2 separate regions of the Anas platyrhynchos genome follow, and region 2 is linked to region 1. Evidence: chromatin contacts called from public Hi-C data. All regions are on one chromosome and are shown on one strand. Each heading gives the region's core, a stretch centred on a gene start, on an enhancer-like site or on the middle of the called end of the contact. The rest is flanking DNA. Distances are from core to core; before and after follow the strand shown.

Evidence for each region. Hi-C and Micro-C count contacts between places; a contact is called where the count stands out from the background.
Region 2: a Hi-C map of F1 follicle shows a contact between it and region 1, with 2.8 times the contacts expected there. The contact joins two enhancer-like sites. A contact is called at or near these places in 2 of 8 Hi-C or Micro-C datasets (F1 follicle and F5 follicle).

What each region holds. Positions count from the first base shown.
Region 1 is chr14:3,819,111-3,826,816 of IASCAAS_PekinDuck_T2T, forward strand. TRPC7 (transient receptor potential cation channel subfamily C member 7) reads right to left here. Exons shown (of 13, transcript XM_072023342.1): 8 at 2,525-2,720. Among named protein-coding and RNA genes, the nearest start is that of TRPC7, 57 kb to the right of the region's middle. Within about 2 kb of position 4,166, at least 5 of the 8 cell types and tissues checked have an H3K27ac peak or open chromatin away from gene starts, as enhancers often do. A contact at or near this core is called in F1 follicle, where this site is marked.
Region 2 is chr14:3,986,895-3,994,600 of IASCAAS_PekinDuck_T2T, forward strand. LOC110352569 (a long non-coding RNA gene) reads left to right here. Exons shown (of 4, transcript XR_005269365.2): 2 at 3,901-3,962. Among named protein-coding and RNA genes, the nearest start is that of SPOCK1, 44 kb to the right of the region's middle. Within about 2 kb of position 3,012, at least 1 of the 8 cell types and tissues checked has an H3K27ac peak or open chromatin away from gene starts, as enhancers often do. A contact at or near this core is called in F1 follicle, where this site is marked.

The sequences.
Region 1 (7,706 bases), core at 2,916-5,415:
CCAAATAAATGAATAAACAAAGAGTACAAGCTCTCCAAATACTAGACTGAACAATAATGAAGGCTGCCTCTGATTAACTGCAATACTAATTACCAGGTAACCGTTATCACTGCATTGGCCAAAAAATCCCCCATAAAGGAGACTTAAGTCCCTGACTTCTATCATCAGCTTATTTTCTCGTTAGTCCCATTTGCTTTCAGCATCATAATGTCCCCAGATAGATAGACCTGCCATTCACCTTCTGCCACTTAAGCAGGTGGAGAAAAAAAAAATCAATCACTGTGCCTGTGAATCTCCTTTATGAATTGTTGGGATGGATCAGGATCACTTCCAAGTACAAGGGCAAGGTCAGCACACTCTTTATGGATCTGCTTGGCATTTATATGGGAGGATGGCCAGACCCAAGTATCAGGACCAGCTAGCAGACAAAGGAATGGAGGAGATACAGCTGCTCTACAGCTGTTTTCATCGCGGCTTATGTGGAGGCCAGCAGCATCAATAGAAGTGTGGGTCTGCCAATTCCCCATACTCATGTACATCTGTGTCATGCTAAAATTAATAACCTGTGATTACCCCGTACCTCTGAAACCCAGTCAAAAACTGGCAGAACACAATTGAGCTTAATTCTGTCATAGATATAAAAATGTCTGCCAATGGAGCAGTATTCACATCTGCTGTTTGGCCTTCTCATTCTTTGCGGTTGAACCTCACAACAACCTAAAGCTGAATTACAATAGAAATCACTTATTAACATTTTTAATGCTTTTCTGCTAAAGAGATACTGATGGAAGTAGTTCTGGTTTCCAGCTGGCAGAAGAATTTTTTTTTTTTTTCCATAAATGCAATGTAGCCAGGAAGCGCTAATACTTGAGGGATAAACAGAAGAAAAACAGAAGTAGCTGAAGAGTGATATTCAATGGAAAGCATAAAAATGTGGCCTTATATCTGCAGCTAAAAGTAATGCATGTCCCCACTGACTGTAATGGAATTTAATTCCTCAGTAATTGACATCCTCTGTCTTTATTGACATTGCTGTTGTCAGAAAAATACATTGGCGAAAGGGACTTTGTCTCGTCAGTAGAATGACTTTGTTTTTCCTTAATCTCCCTGTTGCTGAGGATTTAAAGGAATTAGTATGAGATTTACTAGGTTTCTCCCAGTTCTCAAGCAGGAGGATCTGGAATGAGTAGCTCACATTTGTTTTACTTGCTGATAGTTATAATATTCTTTAACAAAGTTTTATAGAATTCCAAGCAGCCAAAAAGGATGGTAAGGCCTTTTTCTAGGAAACTGGTGATCACATAGCTCAAACTAGAAAATTAATATAGACTATCTAGTAAGATATTTCTTAAGATTTTTCTTTAGTAAACTTGCAAGGGCATCTCTACTTACTATATGCATTAATAGGCTGAGACCCCTTCAGAAATAACTCTTGTTTCTGTAGAAGAGGATTCAGGAAACACTTGATCTTATGTGATTAGAAATCTTTGGGGAAATGACTGCTTTCTGCACATAGGAAAGCTTCTGGGGCAGAGCACATATGTAAGGTCTCTCTGACATTTAGACTTAGTTGCAGCACAAAAGATAGAGCTATATTTGCACTACAGTACATGGAAGAATTAGACATTACAGTGAGAAAAGGTTTTTTACTCCGGCCTTTTCCAGTGTTAGGTTCTGAGGGAAGATTAGAACAAATAATTAATACAAAGTCAACTACAGAAACTTGACATTTAACAAATTCACATCAAAAGAGGTGAATCGGCATAAACATTGTCCAAATATTAATCTTTTTTATCTGTCACTATTTACATGAGCAGGGATTTGTTTATGTCCAAAGCATTTAACAAATCCAGCCTGCTAATATTAATACTACTGAACAAAGCTGGGTAAAACCTGCAAACACCTTCCTTAAGGGTTGTATTCATATCCTTTCAATGTTGCCTTTTGCTCATGCCATTAAGTTTTGTAGGTCCAGGGACTCCTCCTCCACCTACATATATATAAAGATTGTGTGCCAGGTATTTGAAAAATACATAATTTTATATATGCATCCATGAGTTTCAGACCTAGGTGGGCTATTGTGTTTAACCATTACAGAGCAGACAGAAAATAAACTGACAAACAACAACAAAAAAGGCAAACATGAGATATTCTTTGGTCTTTCTTAAGCAAACAGCACAGCTAAGGTAATACACGTGGATAAATTATCATAATTAACACAGGGAGTAAAAAATACTGCAAACTGCTTTCATTAAATACATGTAATGGAAATTGGGTTTGCTCACAGATGGTCATTAAAAACAAGGAAGTTGAAGTTGTTATACGAATGATTCATTGTTAATTATTAATTCAGCCCTAATTTGGGGTCAGACTCAGCCTTGACTCTTGCACAGTGTAGGATTTGTGTTTCAACAACCCTCTAATCATGCATACGGAATAAACTGCAGCTTCCTTGTTCTTTTCACATTTTCATTGTCAATAATAATTATGTACACTGAGTTTGTAGTGCAGTTTCTTATCTTACCTCAATTTCCTGATAGGAGTTGTTGATCATGGCTATTAGCATATTAAGCAGCACCACCACCATGGTCACGTTATATACTCCATAGAGTACGTATCCAATATTCTCAATGAATTTATGATCATACTTCAGCACCACAGATATCACTTCAGATAAGCCAAATATTGACCAGAATAAGGTTTTAAAACTTTCTTCTACCCTAAAAAATAAAGCAAATGATCACTCTATAGAGTCGGCACCAGGTTGGACTGGCCAAACCCTAATAGTAAAAGGGGTAATCCAGCAATATAAATATGATTCCTTGTCACAGTTATTACAAGCCACTATCTATCACCCAGGGACACGCCAGATCATATTTCCTGATCTGATAAAGAAATATGATTTCTAATAAATACTCTGAAGTGACAGTGCCCCTTTGTTTGCTCCATCTGTTCTTCTCAGATGTGTTACTTGTCATTTGGCCTTTGAGTCCCTATTAAGGACTCCTTCTCCATGGGCCACTTGCTGTTTGAAACATTTTGTGTAGGGCCCAGTACTTCTGCTCAGTCACTCATTTCTCATCCAGAGAAGATAGACAGCGATTATCTAGGAAAGGGGAGAAGGAATCTATGTTGACTGCCTCATATACAATTTCCAGGGCAAAAGAGACCTTTTACACAGAAGGAGTCAGTGAAAAGTTCTGTTTTGTGGCATTAACATAACCAGCACACTATGCAAGTAAAGTCATCCCCTGGTCTGATTTTCTTCTCTTCCTGCATTGAGGTTGTAAACAAATCAGATGCCCAAAGATGTGTAGTAAAAAATTTAAGTTCCTAAAGAATTTGAAATTAAGGAGTAGTAAAAGATGTTACAGAGAGGCACTTTAATTTTATTGTTACCCTTGCTTGAAAGTAGGAACTAGATGAAAATAAAAAGCTGAAGGATGGGAAAAAAGGAAGGGATGACAAAGAGATGGGAAGTCTGCAGCTGAACTTACAGGCCAAAAGGAGACCTGGAGGGAGCCAAAGCTATAACAGGCAGAAGGGGAGCAGCCATAACTAGAAATGAAGGAATGAGGGAAACTGGTACATTTTGGAAGCTCTTTGCTTAGTTTAAGTTAGAAGCAAATATGCCTTTATTGAATAATCCTTAGAATATTAACAAGCAATTACCTCCGCTCTGCCCTGGCCTCCCAGGAGGTAATGTCTTCTGAGAAAACAATGCCATTAACAAATGATTTTGATTTCTTTTAAATTATTATTATTAATATAAGGATGGCAGCTTAATTTTGCTACATGTTTATAAAAACAGATTATAGACACAAACTACAACATGTCCTAAGGCAACAATAAGCTTTACATCTACTCCAGTATCAATTACACTATACATGCAAGCAAAACAAATTAATTTCAACCCTTTGAAAGGCTGGTGCAGAGCACTGGGCAATTCCTTTCTGCCACAGCAGACTAGTACTTATGTCTCATCACAACTCATGGCATTCCCACTTCCATTTGCATGTAGCATTAGTAAGACTGCAGTAAATAATTAGGTACCATTCTCCGCCAGTATAACTGCATTTACATGTGGGGATAACCCTGAGCAATGTGTCAGAGAGATGTTGCACAACATCATTTAAAAATGTGGCTTTCTATTCAGTCTCCACGTTACTCAGAGTGTGCTGTTGTGTTCACTCCTTGCTGCTTTCATAAGGCTGGGACACTGTGCAGAGATATATTTGTCTCCTGCCCTCAAGTGCAGGAAAGGGCAGCTCACATTATTATGTTAGAGACCCTTCACTTTTATAGTAGCAATCTGGTTTGCACTTATTATATTAAATGTTGTATTTTTAGATAAAGAATGCGTACAACACCAAAAACCTTTGGCTTTGAAACCTATCATCCAAGTCACTTATCAAACTAATAAAAAAACATAACCAGTAGCCTTGATCCCAGCTGCACCCTGCTATTAACCTTCCTTTTTTAATTTGGAAAAGTTCCCTTAGTTTTCCACCCTGCCGGTGGATTTTTAATACAACACGCCATCTCTGCTCCTTCTCTGCAGCTCAGGCATTAACCTTTGCTCTGGAGTGGTGCCAGGTTCTCCTTGAAAAGTTAATTACTGCCTGTATGTGGCCCTGACTGCCCCAGGCAAGCATCGGCTCCAGCACAGCCACCATGCTCCTCTGCAAATGTCCACAGTCCTTATTCCCAGTGCCATGTGTGGGAACAGCGCCCACAGCAGGGGGAGGTGCTGTGAGAGGTGAACCTGTCCTGCAGCACCCCAAAACTGCTCAGCAATGCCTACAGACAGACACAGCTCTCCCACTCGTGGGGAAAAATATTTCTAAGGAGACCTTGTACTAGTTCGTCCCTACCCTCTGAAAAGGCTGGGTGGCTTTCTCTCTCCCTTTTAATCTACTGTCAAATTGCAGGAGGTTTGGCAGAGGTTACAGGGAACAATTTTTTTTTTCTTCTCCTTTTTGAGAATGTCTCACTGAAACACGAGACAAGGATGTTTGGAGCCAAGTTCCTGAAGTTTCCAAGATGTTGATGTGTCTCATCATTGCCAACTAAGCAATTTACCCCCCTCCTGCAACATCGGGAGGGGTTATCCTTCCTAGAAGCAGACAAATGAAGGAACAAAGGAGGTCAGGAGTCCTGCCCAGGCCGACAGCTCCTGACAGCAGGAGGAGCTGGCAGTGGCAGATTGACTGATGCTCCCTGCTGAGCTGGGTATGCTGTGCTCTCACTACTGTGGTCAGGGCCAACTATGGCAGTGAGGAAAGAGCAAAGGGATTTTTGTTTCAATAGACATAGCCCTGTGGAAATTAAACACAGATTTTGCGTAGAGGAAGAATACAGACCAGAGGTGATCACCTAGTTGCAAGTTTTCCTTGCTTCTGTAAACAGCAGTGTGCTGTTCATCGAAAAAGATAGCAGCAAGGCCATAATTTCACGTCACTCTTGTGTCCTCCTCTTTAAGAAAGCTTAAAGCATCCTTTTAGATTAAGTTATTCCTTAAATTGATTGGTAAAGCTTTAACACTGCCAGAAAAGCAATGGAGGTAATACAATCTGCAAAAAATATCACATTTTGACAAAGAAGAGTGAGAAGAAAAAAGCCTTCAAGCTTCTAAGTAACATTGGCACTGAACAGTGAGTCACACTTCCCTTCAGGGAGAAGCAGACAGAAAACCTTGTGCTGTAGCCTTCAGCCTGATTTGTGATGCAGAAAGCAAGATGAACACAATCAGTCTTGCCTCCATTTCAATTTTGTTTGCATAGCATGTTCTTAATTACAGGCTGTTTTGAGAGCTGTGTTCTGTACACAGCATACAATAAACAGATAAACATCACTAGGGTCGGCTGCAAGAGTCATGAAAATTGTCTACTTTTCAGCAATGAAGAACTTCAAAAATTTTTCAAAGTATACTATGGTTAGCTAAATAATCTCTGTATTTAACAGTGTGAAGTAAAGTACACCACGTTTTTATTTCCTTTGTGTCAAGAACATTAAGATCTTAGAAATGACAGAAAGTGCATGATAACATAGTTCAGAGGCCACTGGGGTGCTACGTGACTGCCCTGTAGAAGGCATCAAAAGCAAAACTCAGCACATGATTTTGAAAGTGCAACAGCATGGTAAGTTACACCAAACATTCACGGATTATTATTATTAGAACTAAGAAAGCAATTCCCTCTCAGTGATATCTAGACACACTTTTTTTTTTTCTGCCTTCTTACTGTCCTGGTAAGCCATGGTTTTCTCAAATGTTCAATGCAAAGTTATTTCAGTGAGTAGCTCTTTGTCTGCTCACTGTGGAACCGGCCACAATCTAATTAATGAGCAAATCCAGAGGGCCTTCTTCTGTCCCGGTTAGGCAAGTGATATCTGATTCAGGACCCATATTAAAATAGACAAATTTTTTAGTACAAAACTTGCTTTCTGTAAAATTTCACCTATCCTCATAAGAATTCTCACCATGTCTGCCAAGAAATGTATTCAGTGAAGTCACTGAAGCCACAGAGTTGTTGCGAGTACAGCAAAGTACACATTACTCTATGCCTCAGTGAATTTTGACAATATTTGAGTTATTTATTCTACTCTAATAGTGAAATCTTCCTTCTTTTCACAAACAAGTTAATGGCAGAAGGAGACCACAGCATTCTGCAAAGCCCACAGGCAGCTCAGGATAAACAGAGGAGGAAATGTTGCTGGAATTGGTAGCTGCCTGTCTGCCAACAAAATGTTGTTAATAGCTTACTAAAATTGTTTGGGACTGTACGTCTCAAGGATTCTGGTTTCTTGAATGAGATATCTGAGAAGGATTTTTAGGATGAATGTTAATTGACAGTCTTTGTTTCATACGATGAAGAATCTCATTTTCACTCATTATCATTTGACACTCCCGTGTGCTTAAGTAACCAGAAGCCAGTAAGTCTATTTTAAATCTTTCCCAAATTCTTAAAAGGAAAATTCATGTTTATGGAAAATTTGCTTCATAACAAAATGAAGTCCCTCCAGGGTAGGATAGGTAATCACAAGGCTGAAGTTAATGAAGAAGAGCACTACCTTTTGACAAGACTCTCCCCAGCCCAGACATCCCTTGGCATTTAAGACATCTCTAGTCCAGTGAGCAGTCCTCATTTTGGTCAATGTTTACTCATTATTTCTATCAATAGACGGTAATTCCTGGAAGACCCACTTGGGTCACATGTGTTAATCGGACAGTTACCACCATTGCACTGGAGACTGGTATTTGTTAATGCTGTGCTCCTGTAATGTGCCTGAGACTTGTACTGAGGACTATAACTGAGGCAACCAGGGATGGTATCGACTCAACTTCTCATTACCTCTCGTGCTTCAAGGACATCTCCTTTTCAAATAAGCAGCAAGTCACATCCCACACACTCAATTTTCTTCTACCTTACTACCAAGCACAGATAAATGTAATTGCGTCTAGCCTCATAAATCCTTCCATTAAAATGTATCCTGAGGTTACAAGAAAGGTTCGGAAGGCATATTTGGCTCAATCAGAAAATTTAAACATTAGGGTACAAAGTACATGTTGCACAAAAGAGCAGGGCGGTAAAACTGGCTCCTGAGCATTTGGAAGGAAACAGCCACTTGCAGGAGAAATTATGCTGAAAAGGTCATTTCTCCTAGAGGAGCTACAAGCTAAGCCCCCAGCTCGCTGTGTGACACGT
Region 2 (7,706 bases), core at 1,762-4,261, 170 kb after region 1:
CCTTGAATGAACTTCACAAATCTTGGAGAGGAAGCAAAAGCTCTTGAAGTAAAAGAAAAACATAAAAACGGGGAATTTTTGATTTAATATTCACACTATAAAATAACGATATTACAACCAGTCTGCCTAGAACCTCATGTCTAACTTTCTGAAACTGAAGCCAAGTCTGGGTAAAGATTATGCTTTTAGATTCTTAACCTCTTCTGTGCAGTATTCCATGTTTTCACTTTAATAGAGACTATTTCATGGAGCTAAGAACAGCTTGTCTTTCACAGATTTTCAGTGCAAAGTGTTACAGCTAATATCAGGTTATAATGTTAATATTTTGTTCTGATGCTGTTCTTAAACCTAAAATTCATCTTAATGTCACGTCCCCACAGTGTGGCTTATGCATAATTTGTTTGCTCTTTTGTGGTGTGGCTGACATTAATAGTAGAGAGCCATCCATCCTAAGAATATGAGGAGGGAAATAATTGCAAGCAAGCAAAAGCAAATACTAATGACAATCCAGTAAGCCTGAGAAATCCCACGAGGATTAAAAAAAATAATAATAAAAAATTAAAGGGTACCTCAAAGCTACAATGAAAAAAAAAAAATAATTGTGTATAATCAGGCTTAGAGATGGGATACAAATAGCTTTGCTGTCTGTTTTTCAAGAAATTCAAGGAAAGTTTCATCTATAAATTTCACCTATTGCAAACTCTATTATATCTGCAAAGATAGCTATATCTAAATGTAGCACTGTTAGCTAAATTACTGCAGAAATAAAGTAGGTTGCAAACTTCCAGGCTTGGTGGATCCTGAGGGCTGTGTATGTGCATACCAGGGCAGTACTCTCAGAGACTTGCAGGAAGCCAGTCCTGAATTGTTCAAGGTATTGTTGGAAAATAAAATCATTGTTAATGCCTATATAGATGTGTGTGCATGTGTGAGTATATGTATTTTTTTTCCCCACATGGAGTTTTTCTTAACTTTAGCAAATGCAGTAACTAGGAAGTTCCTTTATCACACAGTTCCCCATCTCCTGTGTGGTTCTGTCCCAGGATGCTTTGGAGAACACCGAGGGTGACAAATGTTGGCAGCTGATCCTGTCCCTGTCTCAGCAACCAGCACCAAAGGGAACTTCAGAGTTCCTCTGTGCTACAGAAATTGCTGTCTCCAAACTGTTCCTGTTTAAGTTAAAAGCCTTTTAGCCCTGGGCTCCCCGCTGATTGCATTGTGCTGCTGTAACAGTGCAGTCTCTGAGATGAATAAAAAAGGTCCCAAATCACTTCTGGCTTCATACAGCAGAAGTCGAGACCCTGGGTACTATATATCTTCTCTGGACCTGAAGCTGAAATGGCTTTATTTACCAAATAGGAAGTCTTACATGGAAAATCACAGAGCATATTTTGTTACTGTGCAGTTTAGAGAAGACATACTGCAATATAGCCTACTCCTGGGAGAGGAGAAAAACAAAAACAAAAAAAAAGGGGGGGGGGGGAGAGAGAAAAGGAAATTAGGTTTGATGTCTAATAATTGTGAGACCAGCATTTCCATATTCGTTGGAAGAGGTAACGATTAGCCAAAGTATCTCATATTTTTGTCACTGCCCTATCTAAGCCTGAGATGGGAATAACAATCCTGTCCAAAAATTGAAGGAGTCACTGTCTAGCACTATCAATGTGTGTCAAAAATGCCAAGATTAAACAAAAAGTGATTCAGGGATACTCTGCCAGGAACCGACTTATCCAGGGTCAGAAACCAGTTGAAACTTTAGACTTGAGAATAGTTGTGGAAAATAAAATTGTTGTCAATGCTCTCCATATATTCATAGGATTTTTTTCTAACTGTACTACTTTGATAGGTATTTAAAGTTTTTTATTGTTGTTTCTACCTATACAGAAATTGTTACATAACCACAAGGATTTCCTGTATGAAGGTGAGGTCAGATGACAGGGTAGCTGCGTCTCAGGGGCAGTTGGTGCACATACGTGATTTTCACATCTCACCTAATTCCTTCATAAAGGTAAATAGGGGAAATTTTAGCTGGATATCTTATTTGTGACAAGGAATTAACCTGCCAAACACGTATCCAGCACTTGTAAGGGCCATCTTGATTTCATTCAGTCTCGGTTATATGCACTGACCACTGCAATTAAGATCAAAATGTGATTGTTGGTCATTAAGTGTAAGATTTTCCCTTGTAAAGATGTAAAGGGTGCTGGTCAGGCACTGCCTGGGTAATCAACATGCGGCTTTGTGTAAATGAGCACGGAAGAAAACCATTGTATATGCCATGAATTTTCAAGAAACCCCAAGGAATTATTTAATGCGTTATTAAAAATCATCTCACTCAGGAGAATATTAATTGTGGATAGTGCTGAAGTTGAATTGTGAATGAGTAGAGGGAAGCAGAGTAGTTGTGGTTATAACAGAATTTCTTAACAATTCATTTTCACAAACTTCAAAGTAATTTAAACAATTAGGTAAAAGTCTGTCCTTTCTTCCAGATAGCAGCATTATCTAGTTGTATCAATTTCTGTGTAAACTGCCCACAATTCATTGATTGAAACATTACAATTTTTTTCAGATTAATGGGAATTCATTAAATCAATTGATTCTTAATCAACTGAAATCTATGTGTGACCTATTTGCCTGTGTGTATTTTCAGATATAAATAATTAATGTGCCTCCACATTTTTTCCCATAAGATAATTTGCAATCATTATGATTGGAATGTGATCAGTAGCTCTGTATTTCTCCTCTTTAAGGAATTTATCCTTGGTCTCCCTGGCAGAAAAGGAGGGTGTGGGAAGTTCTTGTCTGCAGAAAAAAGCTGCAAAATTTGTGTGGCTTAGGGGCAATTAACTATGCAGCATCTTATCCTGGGGTAATTAGTGTGCTTTAGAATATATAAGCTCACTGAGTGAATTGGGTGTTTGGAGAGAAGCAGGAATCCCATCACGGCATCCTGCCCTGATGTCAGGGTTGGGGCTGGTCCATGGTGCTAGGTCTCTGAAGGTGCAGACATCAGACCCAGGGAGGGTCACCCCAAGGCTGTCAGTGCCATGTCTGACCACTGTGTGTGTTGTCTTGTTCAGGTGCCGTGGGGCCTTGCTGCAGGAGCGAAGGGCAGAGGCTGCTGGTTCTGCTTCCCCAGTGACTGCTGTGCCCCAGGAGGCTGCTAGCTTTAAGATCCCAGTCACCAGGACACTGTTAATAGCTGGGTGCATGACTTAGCTCCTCCAGGGCTCATCTAGTCTTCTGCCTGTTATTGAGTCAGTACAAGACAGCCCTTTTTGCTTTCTCTCATATTTCTGTTGTCAGAGCACCCTGAGGACCTTCCCAGGTGCCCCCCCAGCACACAGCAAGGGCACAGCCATTCTCCCCAGACCTCTGCAACCAGATGCAGACAGGGGATGGGTCCAAGCAGAGCATGGTTAAACGTGAAATAGTGAACAGCAGTGTGGTTGTGCTTTTTAAATTCATCTCTGCTCAGGAAATAGGAAATGCTCAGACCTCATGCATGATATTGGTGAGTACAGGGAACTTAAATATGGTAAAACTAGGAATTTGATTAGTAAACTGAATCTCATCTGGAAGGGAAGCACAGAATTTCCCAGTGCTTCTTATGTCCAGCACCGAATGGACGTAAGCAGTGACAAATTCCTTGCGGTTTCATGCTTCGGGCACTAGAAGACTAGTTTGGTGGTTAGATATATACTGACATGCCAGCTCCTGCTGCAATTACTCTTTTCTATCATGTGTTTGTTCTGAAGGCCTCATATAATTTGGATAAATTATTGTCCTGCTCAAAACACGGAAACAGCCTGGGAGTATCAGTGGGAAACATCACTTAAACACCCCCGTTATTTTTACTGGCTCATGAATTTTCCATCTTCCATCATTCCCATACAGTGCACGTTCCTGGCCAATGGCTGTGGGTTGGACCTGTGCAAATCAAGAGGCTTTCATGCCAGGTAAACTAGAGTTTGATTTTTTTATATCACTGTTCCTTTTGCAATTTATTTCTCTCGCCTGCCATCAGGAGAGATTCGTGCTGCTGATCCTTCCTGTCTGTGCGAAGTGCTGGTGCCCTCTAGTGCTCTCTGCCTGCCGACACCGCACCTGAATTTAGAGATTTGCCTGGAAGCAGCTCCCCCTGGCTAAATCCCACAGGCTAGAAGCACAGGAATCATGACAAGAAATAAGTCCTTACTAGTTAATAAAAATTTAGTAAAACTTAGTACCTCTGAATCTTTCTTTTTTTTTTTTTTTTCTCCTTTGGAAATAATAATAATAAAATCCCTAATCTCTTAAATACCCATGTCTCTTTACCTGATGTATGAGGATGTATGGTCATTACGACATGGCTCAGGTTCCTGTGGTCACTAATAAAACCCCTGTACTGAGATACATCTGCCTCAGCAGCTCTTCTTATTCATGGGATCAATGCGAGTGCAAACCCTATAGATGTGAGCCTTAACACAGTTGTGCCAGGCTATGCTCTCTTTGTACACATTGCCACAGGTCATAGAGAAACCTGTAGGATGTGGTCTGGTTAAAACCAGCTGGTTCCTAAGAAATGTCCTTTAGCTCTCCTACAAGCTTGAAGCCCTACCACAGCTGCTAGAATCCTTTTTGTAGAGTGTTAAAGCCAGCCGGAGAACTCTATTTAGGGGTATAATTATTTATTATCTGATTAAGGTAATTCTGTGCTGCTGTAGAAAAGCGACAGTGTCTTGCCATATTCTTTTGGATATTTCCATTATCCCTGTGATTTTTGCACAATATATTTTTATCTCGCGGCAGTATATTTTTAGCCCCGTTTCCATTTGCAAATGACACATAGTACGATAGCTGTCATTGCAAGAACACCCGTGTCTGGCTTTTAGCTAATCATGTGCTGTCCCCTCTCACATCAGCATTTAACGTCTCTGTGTAATACCTGGAGCTAAAAATAATCCCCCTCCTCCCTGCAATGTGAAAGCTGCTTACTGCAGAAACATCAGCACACCTTAACTTTTGTGTTTGCTAGCTGTAGTGCTATGTGTCAGGTCTGTCACCAGTATCTCATCCCACAAGGGGCTCCCCAGCATTAATCAGGAGACTGCATGTGCTCACCAGGATACAAGCTGCTGACTGTGACTGATGTTTTGTTTCTACAGCCCTGAGAAATCCCAGTTTCCTGTCTGTTTAGGATTTACATGGTGATTGTTATTTAGTTCCTTAAAAACTCAGGTAGCTGATTCAGAAGCAATTGCTGGGGAAAAAAAAATGCAGTTTTTATAGGGAAAATGAGTGTTTATGTGTAGTGTAAGTCTTTTGGGGGATAACATTTGCAATAAAACCTATAGAAAAAGAGATCACAGAATCACAGAATGTGCTGTGTTACATTAAAGCACCAGTCACAGAAGAGGAAATATTGTTGGTTAGACCTAAGCTAAACTGGTTTTTCCTTTGGTCCAGTCAGTGCTGGGAATACCTTGAATACATTTGCATTTGCGTAGATTTCTGACTATGAGAGGAAGCTGAGTATTTATACAGCACTGAAAATCCCAGAAGCATACATGGCTGTAAAACCGTCCCATTACTGAATTTAGTTTTCTTCCCTAAGTTTTCTTAGAATTTAAGTGTTGTCTCAGACAAGGCTGGGCTTCGGGGGTGTTGAAAGTACACCCTGGGACTGCCTGATCTCTCCTCCTTTGCAGAAGAGGGATTGTGTTTGTCCTTCTAAAGCAAAATCAACTGCATGAAATCTCTATAATCTGTAATTTTGTCCAGCAATAACACTTGCTTGTATTGTGAGCAAATAGATCATAGGTTTTTGCCACTTGATTTGTTCTTGACAAAGAACAATTGTTCCGTGGGAATGGTAATCTGTGCTTTTCCACAAAACTTCAGGAAATAAGGATCTGAACAGATTAGCAGCACAGATCGCTGCCTCTGCCAACACGTGAGCCTCAAGCTAACTGCTTGTCAGCATCCTCAGGAGCCGAGGCTGTCCCCTCCTCAGCTCCCAGGCACAGTGTGTCTCCACCAGTACCCATGCAAAGAGCAGGCAATTAGCTCTCCGTCTGAGGCAGGACGTTCAGACAGATCCGTGTAATGCTGGAGAGTACATGTAAAAACAAGTCAGAATTATAACCAAACTGACCCAGCTTTTATGTAGTGACGGGTGTCTGGGAGGTATTTGTTGTGCCTTTCTGGCACTGTCCAGCACCTAGAGACTGACTTTGTGTCTGTGAGCCCTGACGCTGCTCAAGCCAACTGTACTAAGAGCAGTCTGTTCAGACTGTTTGAGCTCTAACATCAGAAACTGTACAGTAAAAATGCCTTTATTCTGGTTCTTCGTGGGTTAGATCTCCCGCTGTCCTACAGTGTTTCCATGTCTCTTAGAATAGCTGGGCACACATCACTAAGGAGTTTTATTTCACATCAGTAACTAGTCCTTGATGTCGCAGTTCTGGTTTTGTTTTTGTTTTCATATGAAGCAAAAATCCTGTTTTCATTTCAACATGACCTCCAAACCATGAAGGAAAAAATGAACAACCACCCCCGATTCTTACAACTTGCAGAATCTTACCTCCTCAGAGGTTTCCTTGCTTTACTTTCTTATTAGCCTTCTGCCCTTCCTTAGATCAATTCTTGTGTGGTAGTCTGTAGCCGTGGGCAATATGCTGTTACTGTTGTTATAAGGGTTTTGTATTTGAAAACTGGTGTCAGAATTTGTGATTATTTCTCACTAAATTTCAGTTGCCACTATCAAAGTTTGTTTTTGGTTTTGTTTTTTTTTTTTTGTTTGTTTGTTTGTTTGTTTTTTTTTCTTTTCATAGCTGTACATTATCTGTTTCTGATTTTATTACTCACTGTTAGCGGCTGCTCTGTCACCATCCACTTGTTATTTTACAGGTCTTTCAATTATGCTGAGTACACATGTAGGATCAATGGTGCTTCTTGACAATTTGTGAAAGGGATATCTGTCACTATTGTGATTAATTAAGCTTTGAAAACTTTAAGAACTGAGGTCTGAGTTGCAAGCCCATTTTTTCAAGCACCCCTTCTCTTCCCCCCCCCCCCCCCCCCCCCCCCCCCCATTATTTCCCACATATTATATTATTGGGGATTTTTATTTAGTTCTTACGGTAAAATGAGAATGAAGAAGCTGGAGAAGCCTGAAGAATACACAGATATCCGTTTATTTTTGTGATCTAGCTATAGATTCTGTCTCTTATTAATAAACTTAAATGAAGACATTGCATAATTGATCATCTTTAAGTGGCTGTATGGGAGAGTTTGCTCTAAGTACACCATTTAGTGCTGGGTAACTAGAGCAGCTACCAGAGTGAATGTCTGGAATTTTTTAATAAAATCCTTGTTTAATTTGGAGTCTTTAGGACAGTTCCCAGTAGTCTGACTGATATCCAGTTCCTGATGTTGAAAGTAACAATTTTGAAAGGTTTGGTTTCCTACATGTTGCTTTATGCTGCATACATAATTATTTTTTAAACATACGAAAGGTGATAAATTAGCAAAACACGTTTGCAGCCATCAGGTTTCAATGCCTGCTTTACTGGAAGAAATTGAGCAAGAACCCAGAGGAGGGCACTGTTGTCTGCCTTAAAACTTCAAGTTGAAAGCAAACTTTTCTGTTCATGTCTTTGCCTAAGTCTGCCATCTACAAGGGGAATTTCATTTCATTTGGCCACGTAGCTAGTGTGAGT